Regions from separate parts of the Mus musculus genome. Here all the other regions are linked to region 1. Evidence: chromatin contacts called from public HiChIP or PLAC-seq and promoter capture Hi-C data. All regions are on one chromosome and are shown on one strand. Each heading gives the region's core, a stretch centred on a gene start, on an enhancer-like site or on the middle of the called end of the contact. The rest is flanking DNA. Distances are from core to core; before and after follow the strand shown.

The links. HiChIP or PLAC-seq counts read pairs in DNA pulled down with a chosen protein or histone mark. Capture Hi-C pulls out chosen DNA fragments and counts their contacts.
Region 2: a promoter capture Hi-C map of pancreatic islet shows a contact between it and region 1. The contact joins the promoter of Zdhhc15 here to the promoter of Magee2 in region 1. A contact is called at or near these places in 1 of 39 promoter capture datasets (hippocampal neurons), 1 of 484 Hi-C or Micro-C datasets (forebrain), 2 of 115 datasets of contacts at active chromatin or transcription factors (embryonic stem cells and stem cell-derived neural progenitor cells) and 2 of 9 other capture datasets (adipose tissue and pancreatic islet).
Region 3: a RAD21 HiChIP or PLAC-seq map of pro-B cells shows a contact between it and region 1, with 4 times the contacts expected there. The contact joins the enhancer-like site here to the promoter of Magee2 in region 1. A contact is called at or near these places in 5 of 39 promoter capture datasets (embryonic stem cells, hippocampal neurons, liver and 2 more), 1 of 15 datasets of contacts at CTCF or cohesin (pro-B cells), 1 of 484 Hi-C or Micro-C datasets (gonadal supporting cells), 3 of 115 datasets of contacts at active chromatin or transcription factors (embryonic stem cells and stem cell-derived neural progenitor cells) and 1 of 9 other capture datasets (embryonic stem cells).

Annotation. Positions count from the first base shown.
Region 1 is chrX:104,855,000-104,859,383 of GRCm38.p6, forward strand. It overlaps Magee2 (melanoma antigen, family E, 2), which reads right to left and starts at 2,268. Exons shown (of 1, transcript NM_053206.2): 1 at 1-2,268. The coding sequence starts at 2,044. The coding sequence ends at 473.
Region 2 is chrX:104,668,440-104,672,823 of GRCm38.p6, forward strand. Zdhhc15 (zinc finger, DHHC domain containing 15) reads right to left here and starts at 2,625. Exons shown (of 12, transcript NM_175358.4): 1 at 2,225-2,625. The coding sequence starts at 2,360. Gm39530 (a long non-coding RNA gene) reads left to right here and starts at 1,381. Exons shown (of 3, transcript XR_003953044.1): 1 at 1,381-1,720.
Region 3 is chrX:104,995,813-105,000,196 of GRCm38.p6, forward strand. No RefSeq gene overlaps it. Among named protein-coding and RNA genes, the nearest start is that of Gm33486, 5.9 kb to the right of the region's middle. Within about 2 kb of position 2,634, at least 3 of the 459 cell types and tissues checked have an H3K27ac peak or open chromatin away from gene starts, as enhancers often do. A contact at or near this core is called in pre-B cells and pro-B cells, where this site is marked.

The sequences.
Region 1 (4,384 bases), core at 1,018-3,517:
TAAATACAGGGAAGTAACAGTCTTTAATTTTTGTTAGTTTGTTAACACAACAATAGACTCAAAAGGAGAGCAACCACATGACTTTGTGTTTGGGGTGTGTGTGTGTGTGTGTGTGTGTGTGTGTGTGTGTGTGTGCTCGCGCGCACACACATGTGTATTATTACTGTTATTTAGCTTATTTTACTGGTTGTTCAAATATGTAAATATTACCAACACATTTTATACAGCTATCTGAACTCTTATACTGAAACAAGACAGGAAAAGAAAATGAGCAATTTCACTTATAAACACTGATCATGAAGACAATTAAAGAGGATATTAGAAGGGAAGAAATGCTATTAGAATTGGAATGCAATAAACACAAGGTGTACTCTTTCCCACAACCCTCTCAACTTTTGATTTAGGACCCTAGTGTCCATTTCCCAAATGCCCTTTTAACAGATGTCACTCAACTAAAGTGAAATGTCCAACGTCAGATGGAACCGAAGAAGAACATGGCTGTTGCCTCAGACCTGGCCCTGGCCTCCTCATCTTCCACAGCCTCCCTGTATTGCTCTGGCCAGTCCTGTGGCTGTTTTCCATAGAACCTAGCCATATATTCCAAGGCTTTCATTTTGGTGATTTCATGGTGAGCCCGAGGACCCCAGAGCAGCTCGTATTCAACTGGATTCGAGTAGGAGAGCGGCCTGCATTCTAGGTAGCGTTGCCTCATTAGCTTACAGGTGATGGCATGTTTCCTCCCTACATCAACACTGAATCTCTGGAGTAAGTTCCAGATCTTGGCCTCTTTGACACGGTTGCCCATCAGGAAGATCAAACCCAGGATTGGCATCAAGTATTCTTGGGTGGGTCTGCCCAGGCTCTCTAGCATTACTTGTTCTTCTTCTGATTCTGGTTGGGGGACAAGGAGGTAGATGTGCTCACTGGTATCAACCTCAATCAGAGAGAACCCATAAAACAGATCAAGGATTAGAGTGGCTCTGCTGAGGATATTTGGGAACACATCCTGGAATTCTTTGCCAGTATTAGCAAATAGCTCATCCTGATGGATAGGCAGCAACTCCTCAGTGACACCAATGGCCAACTGGACCAATTCATTTGCTTTATCATTCATAGTGTCCTCTGACCAGAACTCTAAGCCAGCAGCCTGGCTTCTCTCTTTGGCTTTGTCAGCTTCCAGAGCTTTGTTATATTCTTCTGGCCAGCTCCAGGGTTCTTCATCATGGGCCTCTGCTACAAACTTCAGGGCTTCCATCTTTGTGATTTCACTGTGAGCTCTAGAGCCCCACAGGAACTCAAATTCAAGGGGATTAGTGCCATATACTGGCCAGTACTCCAAAAATCGCATATGGACAAAGTCAATAGTAAGGAGGTTTCTTGTGTTCCCAAACTGGTTGTTGATCCTCTGAGACCCATCTATCACATCCACCTTTAACAGCAGGTCCCAAATGGAGGCCTCTCTTGCCCGGTTGCCATTCAAGAGAATATGGCCTAGGACCAAGGCCAGGAGACCCGCTTTTGGTATGTCCAGGGTCTCTGCTAGCCGTTCAGTGGTCTGGGGACCTGGTTTGCTGATTAGGTTGTAAGTGTCCATCTGAGGATCAAGGACTCTCAGATTCAACCCAAAGACCCGATCCAGATGAGCTGAGGCTCGTCTGAGTATCTCAGGGAACTGATCTGAGTATTCTTTGAGAAACTCCAGCATTTCTGACTGTCGGATAGACCCCTCATTTTGGCTTTTCATGCGCATGAAATTCACTAAAGCAACCGACCTCTCTTCAAGAGGGTCGTGGACCCTGAGCGCCCCCAAACGTCGGGACTGCTCGTCGATGAGAACCTCGATGTCACTCGGGTCCCGCACAGCCTGGGAAGCGCTGGCTCCCTGTGGATCGTTTGGAATCTCAGGGCCCTGGGGAGCTTCGAGGGCTAGCATGGAGGTGGCAGGCCCGGAGGCATTAGTAGCCTGCATTTCACCCTGGCTGTTGCTGTAATCGGCGGTAGTCTCTGCGCTGCTTTGGCGCGCATTCTGGCTTACCAGAGACATGGTTCCAGGAGACAGGAACGCGAACGCGGAGGTCAGCGATCCGTCGCAGGGAGGATCTGAGGTGTGTTGGCAGCTCAGCTCAGAGCCGAAGCCTGATACTCAGGAGCTGTGCGGTTCGAAAGTGAGAGCTGGCGAGACAGGCGATCCTTTTACAAAAGCAGTAGCCAGCAATGAAGGAAAGCCTAAGAGCACCTAGCTTTGCCGCATCCTACGCAGGCGCACTCAAGCTCTGCAATGTGGTGACCACGCCCCGCTCAGGCTTCCTCTCCCGCCCCCTCCCACTACTGACTGAAAGGCCAGGCTTGCTGTGGGGTTCGAACTTATTAGGGAATCAAATTCGCACAAAGGAACAACGGAGATGAAGTAGAAGAATTAGAGGAAGGGAACGTTTTTCTAGTTTTTCTGCGAGGTATTAAGCACCTTGGTAAGGCTTAATAGAGGATGGGGGCGGTATTTATGATAATTGTAGAGTCATTAAGGCCTCCGCCAACTAAACAGATTATTTCTTGAGACTATGCCCATTTCAGGCACACTGCTTTGTATTTGTGAGATGCATCACTGATTGCTGTGAGGACAAATTGATTATTCCTTCCCATATGGAGCTTGCAGACCATGCATTCTAGGGTTCCTTCAACCAGTGGTGATGCGCGCCAACCCTTTATCTAGCCCTTACTAGGTAACAGACCTAGTGTTTCACTTTTCTCATATTAAAATCACTGAGTCTTAACTAGTCTAAATGGTGTTCATCTTAAAGATGAGAAAACTGGCACAGGGAGGTGAGTTTGACTGTAAAAACTCGGGCAGCTACAAGGGAAAGAGATCCGGCTTGAATCCTTTTATCAGAGCCCAGAACATAAGCACTTTTCTATCACACCATCTGACTTTCAAGGAGTTCTTAGTTCTATTTTATAAACGCGTCTCAGATAAAATTGATGGAAACCAGCACAAGTCAATTTACATATAGCACAAACACAGAAGTAGTGAATGTCAGTTTTGTCTGAAGTGTCTTGGATTGGAGGTAGTTGCTGAAAAAGAGTCAGAGGAGCTGAGCTCTAAGTGATCAGAGGAATGGGAAGAGTTCATGCTTTGCAAGGGTGTTGTAGCGTTTGGTAACATCAAGAAAGGTCCAGAAGTATGAGAATAAAGTATGAGGGTGTGTAACTGCCAGTTATCCATGTCGGCTAGAGTATGGGTGGGAGACAAGGACAGAGGTGGCTAAACAGGAAGGACTGGCTTTTTCCCTGTATGTCAGAACTGTTTAGGGCTGCACACAAGAGTAGGTTTGTACATGTGTATTTGAGGACTGACCCATAGTCCAAACACTCTGGCCAGGAAGAAAGTTGGGTTGCTCTATTTTCTTGGAGTGCTGCCACAGTAGTTAGGCTAAAAGCTCAGTTGTAATCCAGGAATTCAATGAAAGGAAGGAAGGAAGAAAAAATATGTCAGATTGTCATCTGCAGCCACATTTGAAGTCCTTCCACATTCTTGATGGTAATGGTTACTGTTTTACATTCAGTGATCCACTGCCCTGAAATTCCTTCAGAGGCCACTCACTGACATGCACCCATGACATTTTCCACATCTTTCTTTTTAAAATGTACACTCTACTATAATAGAAAAGTAGGAGATACAGGATCAAGTATTTTGCCCAAACTGGGCAAAAGGGACTTGTGTTTACTACACAAATGTGTATTCATGTTCTATAAGACAGAATGTGTGCTGTGTGCTGATCTGTTGATCATGCCTTAGGAGAGTCTTGTGAAAACCAGTGCCCTCTTAGCTGCTGCAACTGTACAACTTGGGTCAGTTTGGAAGGATCTTTTACTCGAGTTTTCCCAGTCTCCAGAAGGTAATGTGTTCTTTGTCTTAGATTGGTGTTTCTCAAAGTAAAACTAAGTTTAGTTTGTTTGTTTGTTTGTTTTAAATCCTCTCTACTTGCTAGAAATAAAACCTCACTCATAGTGGGAGTTGGACTTATTTTTCCCATCTAGTAAAGGGAAGCAACATCAAAAGGAAAAACAACACCTTAACTCTGAAATGATATCTCAGTCCCACTTCTTGGCATTCAATCCCTTAACAAGTTCATCTGTACCTGGTTCTCTATCTTTCTCATTATTCCAAGCACATTCTTCCATGAAGTCATCTCCTGGACACACTGACCTGCATTTTCTATTCATTCATCTATTTTTGTATTCTGTAAGCCAATGAAGATATCTAATTATTGCTAAATAAACAACAAAGGAGCTATGTCTATGATTTACATATGTCAATGTAAATGCAAAAAGATGGGCTAACATTCTTTATCTCAAATCTCTTGAGACTTTCTGTTAACTTTTGTTT
Region 2 (4,384 bases), core at 1,375-3,874, 190 kb before region 1:
GAAAATTTTCCCGTCAAGGGAATGCACCTTATAGCAGACAGAGAAGAAGAGCAGGAGAACAGCCCAAATGCCTACCCATGAAGGCAACAAACCAAACTTATTGCTAAAAGCCTCTTCTGTATTTCCCATAACGTCCTTAAGAAGAAGGCCAGGAAAAAAAAAAGCCACATCTTGATCTATAGAGTTGACTAGAAGGAATTCTTATATCGGAAAAACACACTTACTTTACTTGACCCAAATTTGTGTAGGGATAGAGTATAGTATTTTTTCAAATACGTAAGAGAAAGGGGTTATAAGTGTAGTTGGTTCCTGGGACTGAAAAGTAGCACTCAAGCAGTAATATTTGAGGTGAGAGTTATGATATGAGGAAATAAATGAAGCATAGGAAGGCAGCTTTGAGGGGATGTTTGATGAACTCCACTTTGAATGAACAGGGAGACTGCAGGCCACAAGTATAAGGGGCTGGTAATAGGACTTCAGTATTGAAGTGATAATAGGTCTTAATAGGATCTCACATGAAAAGATATGGGGATTCTTCAATGGACCATGAGAAATTTCTGTTGAGAGGAGACAGTGTATGTCATGAAAACTAATTTGAGTTTATGAGAATGTTAGAAGGCCATATGTAATAGAGAGAGGACTGGAAACATATGAAAATCTAAGTGTATGTGGGTAAATACAAGAAAAAGATCTTGTTTTTTGTGCTGTGAAAGACTGGAGAATTCTGAGTTTGAAAGCACAAGGTACATGATAGGAACCAGGTTGTAAATAAGGAGAGACTAGAGTAATCCCTGGTGTGGTAGGACAGGGCATAAGGAAAGTCCAGCATCACTAAAGGGGTGGTCTAGGAAGAGAAAACAACAAAAGTATATTCCCATGAGAAAGGGCCAAAGGGACAAACTTCAGTAAGAAAGAACTGGATTTCCCAGGCTTGAGAAAGCAGGGGGCAAGTGCATTCTGAGAGGAAACAATGACAAGCACCAGGGACTGATAGTGTCAGAATGTGGGGACAGTGGGAAAACACTGGAGGGGGTGAAGAATGTTTCTCAGTAAAGATAGTTAAAGATTAAACAAGTAGTGGCTCTTCCGTGGGATATGGTAAAGATTGTGGGGACTCTTGTAAGTGTAAAGAAAACATTTGAGTATGCATTTATTGTGGATGGGACTGTCAGAAAATAACATAGGCCTTCTAATGAGAAGTTGAATGCTTTACAAAGTGGAAGGGAAGAGGCTGTACCCAGTGTGGTACAGTGCAGAGCTCTAATATGAGAAGAGAGTGTTGTATAGAACCCCCACACCACAAAAGGAGCTCTGAAAATGAGGGAAGCGCACAGGAAAAGAAGGGGGGAAACCTTATTACCATTGTGTGAAATGTGAGGTAGAACACACAGACTGAGGAGTCATAAGAAGGCAAACATATGAAGCACTCCTCTCTCTCTCTCTCTCTCTCTCTCTCTCTCTCTCTCTCTCTCTCTCTGTGTGTGTGTGTGTGTGTGTGTGTGTGTGTGTGTGTGGTGTGTATGTTGCATGTGTGCACACATGTGCGTGCTCTCTTGGATCTCAGAGAAAGAATGGACGGAGGGCTTAGCCCTGTGTAAAAAGTGAGAACAGAATGTTCTGATGTGAGAGGTTCAGAAGTGGGTGGGGAGGAGATGTGAAACCTCTCAGCTTGTGTTTGAAGATTGCAGAGAGAAGGTATGGATCTCAAAGTGGAGAAAAGGTGAGCTAATAGAAGAGGACAGGAATTATTTTGGGATCCCTTAGAGGGAATCCCCAGCATGGAAGGAATCATAGTAGGAGGGGGAAATGGTGGGGCCCTTAGTTGGATGCTTTGGTGGAGCAGGCACTTTAAGGACATGGAGTATGGTGCTTCCTCAATTGGTAGGGTGGGCTCAGAAGGTGGTTGCCAGGCAGTACAGCTTAAGTGGTTACCCTGTACTGGGAAAGGGGGTCCTGGTAGAAAGAGTCAGGGAATTATCGAGGGTAGAGCAAGGAAGTAAGAAAACCCAGGGGAGAGGAGATGGCGACGTGGTGGGACCCTCGTGGGACGGCGCATGAGAGATATTGTGAGAAGCCCAAGATTGGAAACTGGGAGTTTTTCAGGGCGCGAAGGGAAAAGCCGCAGGGTGAGGGCTGAGCTCACTGGGGACATCGGTATGAAGGATAAGGCAGACGATTGTGCTGGAGCATAATTTCCCCAGTTTATGTGGCCAGCCCCACTTACCCAGGCAGAGTTCAAAGACGTAGGCATAGTAGGACCAGAGAACGACGAGGACAATAACGAGCACTGGCACCCAGGACAGTACCCGGCGGCAGCACCGCAACCCCCCAGACAGAGCCATCTTCCAGCCCCGCCGCATCTTCGGCTCGAAGATCGACCGAGCAGGCCTGCTGGCGCCGGCCGGGATCTGCTTGGGCGGCGGCTGGGAGGCGGGAAGGCGCGCTGTGCGGCGCTCCACTGCTTAGCCTGGCGGGAACCGTCCTCGAGCCGCTGCCACCTGTGGGGCTGCACTGCCCAGCGCGCCCCGTCTGGCACCGCTGGCCTGAGTCACAGCTACAGGAACCGGCTGAGGTGGGGCAGAAGGTGGTTGCCTAGCAGTCCAGGCCGCAGGACTCACAGGGACTGCAGCCCCTCCCCCTTTCCACCTCTCGCCCCCTACCCCCAACCCCCAACCCCCAACCACTTCCTCTGAGCCTGCTGGGCTGGGCCTCCGCCAAATGTAAAACCCAAGAAATGTGGGTCCGCCCATCTGCCTTTACTGCACTGCATCCACCTTCTCTTCAGTTCTGGTTTCTCCCCTCTTCCTTCCCCTGTATCTCCTTTTCTTTGCTGTCCCAACCCCCAGACACACAAGTACAAAAAGGCACTGTGCAAAAGATGCACACAGCACAGTAGTACCTCATGAATTAAAGGTCATCCATCTCCATCCTCCCACTGCTACTTGAACAGTATGCTTAACACGTAGTGCTGCAGTCTCTGTTGGGGTACATCCCTTGACAGGGCACTCCTTCCACCCTCTGTACCCCCTGCAGAATTAGCTTAGTGTATTTTCAGAATAAACACAATGGTGCAGAAATCAAGTGAAGGCCATAATGATTCTGGGCTCAGGGAACTCTCTAAAGGTTTAAGCTTTATTAATAAAAGCACTTTTTTTTTTTCAGCTGGGCGTGGTGGTGTCACATGCCTTTAATCCCAGCACTCAGGAGACAGAGGCAGGCAGAGTTCTGAGTTTGAGGCCAGCCTGGTCTACAGAGTGAGGCCAGCCAGGGCTATACAGAGAAACCCTGTCTCGAAAAACCAAAAAAAAAAAAAAAAAAAAGCATTTTTCAGGCAGAAGAGGATTGATGACCTCTCAGACCAGAAACGTGTTTGAAAAGGCATGACATGACAATTCTAAAGTGTTCCAAGACCAGCTGCTGTACCTTGAAGAGAGTTTATGTGAAGAGGATGGGAGTGAGGACTGAAAATACAGGCTGGAGCAAGGATGTGAATGCTCTTGGATGCCTTGTCAGGGACACAGTTATGTAGAGCAGATGGAAAACAGTCAGCAAAGGTCGGGGGGCGGGGGGCAATGGAATAGAGTCACAGTGATACTAATGTAAAACAGTAAGCTGGATTTCACTAAGGAAGCCGGTCTGAGAGCAGGGGGACCAATCAGGAGGCAAGTCGTTACTTTCTATTAAGTCAACATTAGTATAAATAAAGAATGGCAAACCAGGGGACTGTCACGAAGAAGCTCATGTCCTCCTTAAGGCAACAGGCTGTTGTTTTGACACAAGTACCTACCACAGTTCTATTATTATGGTCGTTTGTATATTTCATACTCATTGATCTAATGGTTTCCAAAGGTCTAGTACACGAAGAGACTTTTGCTGAGATCCAGTTTTGATTTACAGTCAGTGTGACTGCTGTGTGAGAGCAAGAGGTTTTATAAGCCAGGAAGCGGGAGTGGGTGGGTTGGGGAGCAGGGCAGGGGGAGGGTAATTAGGGGGTTTTAGGGATAGCGTTTGAAATGTAAATGAAGAAAATATGTAATTTTTTTAAAAAAGAGATTTTGTAAGATTGTCTTGTGGTTTTAATGTATGGTTATACATGCAATAACGTTCCTAAAGTAACAACACTATTGTTTCTTTTCAGATTAAGATCAAGGTTGATGTTACTAAAGTAGTAATGTAATGAAGTGCAGAGTGTATTTTAGTTACAATATTTAATAGTCTGATAAGTTATTTAGCCCTGAAGTTCTGACATGAAAGAATGGCTTTCCATTAATCATGGTTTTGAGGATCTTAGAACATATATTTTGAGATTTTTGTACCTATTTTGTTTAAATCAAGTGGCTTTGTGGAGGAAATGATTAAATGTAGATAGAGTCTGAGCTGGGCA
Region 3 (4,384 bases), core at 1,384-3,883, 140 kb after region 1:
CTTGTAGATCAGGGCTTAAATCCAATTAGAAAGTGGTTGGCTACTTCCATGATGTTCATCCCACTGTTCTGCTAATGGATATGTCTTGACAGACCAGTTTGTGGTTCACAGGGTTCATAGGTGAGTAAAACTAATGATTTTTTATCTTTCAGTAGCATGAATAGCATCATCCATCACATGAAAGCTACCCCAGTAGGGATGAAGCTTCCAGGTTAGCACTACCTTGATTTATCCATGTTCTTTAACTCAAGTATGTGGTGTCTTTAGCAATAGGATCTTACTGTGAGGTTCTGCAGGGTGACTAAATAGCATCATCAATAGCTCGAACTTTGGGGAGGTGGTCTATGGAGCCTCATTGTCTAACAATTCCAAAAGAGCAAACCCATTCTCGGCACTGGCAATTTTAACTTTTTCCAGCCGGAAGGGACATCATGATCCCATTGCAGAGTAACTCCATTTTTAACTCGTTTTATGTATGTGTATGCATATATTTTAGGAAGGTTCTACAGCAGTAACTTTCCACATGACTTTTTTGAAAGGTCTTTAGTGGTATTTATCTCTCCCCATGTCACTTTCTCTACCCTGCACTCCCACCCTCACCCCAACTTAACCCCTCTTGTTCAATTATTCCCCATTAGCCCTTTATGCCACTGAGTTCTAATTCCCCTCCCTGGAAAGGCCCCCAGCCTCTTCCTAATTTCCTGATGGAATTGGGTATTCTATATGGGTATTTCAAATGAAACATACATAGCTAAAGATTTGAAACTAACATCTGTAAGTAACAGAAAACATGTGAAGGTTGCCTTATGTGTATGGGTCATCTCACACCTAGTGATTGTTTCCAATTCTATTTGCTTGCAAACTTCATAATTTTGTTTTTTGTAATGGCTGAGCACTCTTTGATTATATAGATGTACATTTCCATTATCCATTCATCAGTTGATGGACATCTAGGCTGTTTCCATTTCCTGATTATTATGAAGAGAGCTAAACAGGACTGAGCAAGTGTCTCTAGAGTAGGAAACAAAGTCCTTTGGGTATTCACCCAAGAAGGGCATAGCTGGATCATATGGTAGATCTAAGTTTTGCTTTGTGAGGAACCTACAGCTGATTACATAGTGGCTCCACCAGTTCATGCTCCCACAAGCAGTAAGTGCCCCCCTTTCACATCTACTTCAACATTTATAGTCTTTTTCTTTCTTTTTTGGATCTTAGCCATTCTGACTGGGGTAAGCTGAAATGTCAATGTTGTTTTAATTTGCATCTTCCTGATGCCTAAAGTGATTGAACATTTTTAAGTGTTTCTAAAGATGTTGAGCATTTTTAAGTGTTTCTAAAGGTGCTGACCATTTTTTAAATCTTCTCAGTCATTTGTATTTCATTTTCTGAGAACTCTATTTGCTTCTGTGCCCCATTCTAAAATTGCATTGCTTTTTGATGTTGTTATTGTACTGGTTTAAACATGAGTAAGAAAAATCAGTCCCTAATAATCAAACATTGGCCTGACAGCTGTTGAAAGCTTTCCTAGTGCTCATAGCAAGGCCGAGTTACTCTCTAGCAGACATAAAGTAGCTCCTAAAATATCAGCACCAGATAAGGCCTTTTTGAAAAAAGAATGTGAGGACAAGACTGCTCTGTAAATTTGCCTAACCACAAGGAAATACAAGGAAATGTTGTAACCTATGAAATACTAAAACTCCTTCCCTCAGTTAATAGATGAATGATTCTTATTCTTTACCAATTACAATTCAACTTCAGCCCCAGACTAGTCAGCTCTCTCTATAAGATATATTAACATATATAACCATCCATTAATCTCTGCTTCTTTATAGCACCCAATCCAGAGTCTTGTTTTAAAAAAAATCACCCAGCAAAAGTCTAAATTATATTATGATGCCTTTAAAACCCCTTCTGAATGCTCTAGCCCTAGAACATTTGACTCCCCGAGCTGGGAGAAAGGCTGGTTTCCTAGGTCCAATAAGGATACTACAGCTACACAGGCGTTTTTTCTGGCTTTTGTTTCATTACACCTGTAAATTGTAGCAGTCCTATGGGAAAGGCTGAGATCCAACAGAAATGGCTATCACTAGATTTGGTAAAAACTAAATAAACTGGTTTTTTTTCCTGTGTTCACATATTTTATGTAATTTCTTCGTAATGCAGATGAATGTTGTGGATGGGGATTACAGAAACAGACTCTGTTTTGCCAGTACTAAAAAGAAAAAAGAAAAACCTAACAGAGACCAGAAAAATAATTAGAGACCTGAGGCTAAAAGCCTCTTGAGTTATCACTATCTGGTGTTCTACTTTTCTAACTAAAAATCTTATTCCTTTCACATTCTGTTTGAGTGTTATTTTATAACATTTTCATGTGCACTGGGTAAACAAGAAAAAACCTAGGACCCTGAAGGGGACACACTGAGGAGTCTAACTCCAAATTCAGTTTATTAGAGGAAAAGGTCAAAGAAGGAAGCAATTATGAAAACAGCGGCACTACCAAGAAGGAAAATGACCTCCGGGTGCAGAGGGGCTTGAAAGACTTCGTAGTGACCCAAGCCAGCACATTAATGACCAACCTTCTCTGTCTTCTCACCCAGTATCGCCAGTTCCCAGGAAGTGGTTTTTCAGCGTGACTAGAGAGAAACAAGCTGCATTCTCTGCTTGAACAGTTGCGGAGATGAGGGTAGGATGGGACCTCTCTCCATTTTGCCACAATTTCTTACATCTTCCACAGTCTACTAACAGGAGAAAGGGGTTCCTGAAGATAACCTATGGAGTTTTATATGAAGGGCATAGCTTCCAATGAAAACAAAGTAGAATTCTTGTGGACTTTGATAGCTCACATGCTAAAATTAAATAATACCAAGAAAATTGGCCATGTTACTATGCAAGTAGCATATGTGAATTTGAAAAGTGTTCTAGCTTACTTCTCTGTCATAACAAAAACATCATGATGGGTGAGTTAACAGCAAAAAATTATCAGCTTTCAAAAAGGGGAGGCAGATGCTGGGATTCAGGTGTTGGTCACTTTAGTTTTTTCTGAGACCTCTCTCCACACATGCAGATGGCCATAATCCCGCTGTGCCATCATATGGGGTATTCTCTATGAACACACACATATATATGCGTGTGTGTCTTAATATTCTCTTGTAAGGACACAGGTCTTACAGAATTTGGGCCATCCACATGACTCAATCATATTCTGAGTTGATGGGGGATAGGACTTCACCTTATGAATTTGCGAGGGATAGAATTCTGTCCATCCATTAAAAAAAATGCATTTAAGTGAAGTTAAATTCAAGCACACAAAAACTATTTAAATAATACAGTTGAAAAAACAGTAATGAGAGAATAATAAATATATCCAGAGTATATTATAAACACCTTTAATGTTATTTAATTTTAACTTAGAGTGATTAGAAAACCTACATATGATATGATTTGATATTTTATATTTGGAAATTTTTATACAGAGATTTACATAAAATGTCAGCAATACCTTAATACCATATTGTAATTATCAGAATACAGATTATGCTCTGAGTGTCCACAATTCTCAAAGAGGAAGGAAGCATCACCCTCTTGTGTGATGGTTCATTTTGTCTGTTGGATAGGTAAAGTCCAAGGAGACTAGTAAAGTGCACCTCTGGGTATACCTTTGAGGCTGTTTCCAAATAGGATTAATTAAGGGAGGAGGTAGAAGGGAAAATAATTACAACAGTGAAATTGAGCTTCCTAACCTGAATGTGGGGTGCAGACTGGGATCAGGTGGAATAAAAGAAGAAAAAGAGAAAGCCCAGAGCACAGACATGTTCTCTTGGCTTCCTGACTGCCTTGGTGTGACTACATATTCCCTTCCATGAAAGGGCTGAAAGCCTGGAAAGTGGTAAGCCAAGGAGTCAAAGAGATGGCTCAGTCAGTGGCTAGGAAAACTCGCTGCTCTTCTGAAGGACCCAGGTTCAATTCCCAGCATCTACACAGTGGTGCACTACCACCTGAAGCTCCCTATTCTGGCCTTTCGCACACATACTCATGTTGTACAGACATACGTGAGGGCAAAACACTCCTATACATAGAATTAAATTTAATTTAAAAATAACAACAAAACCTGTGAGTCAAAATAAATTCTTCCTTCTTTTAAGTTGTTCTGTGAGGTACTACATTATGGTAAAGAAAACTCCAACTAACACACTCTGAATGTAGTATATGTATCAAACGCACAAGTAATGAGACTGCCTAAAAAGGTTTATCTGCCCAACCGTTTCTTCATGGCAAGACCAATTCTGCATTTACTTTACCTTTTGAATGGCAATCAGACACTTCTCTTTAATTCCACCATTCACTTTGTCATATTTCTTGGGAAAGACTAGGAAAAGACGCCAGT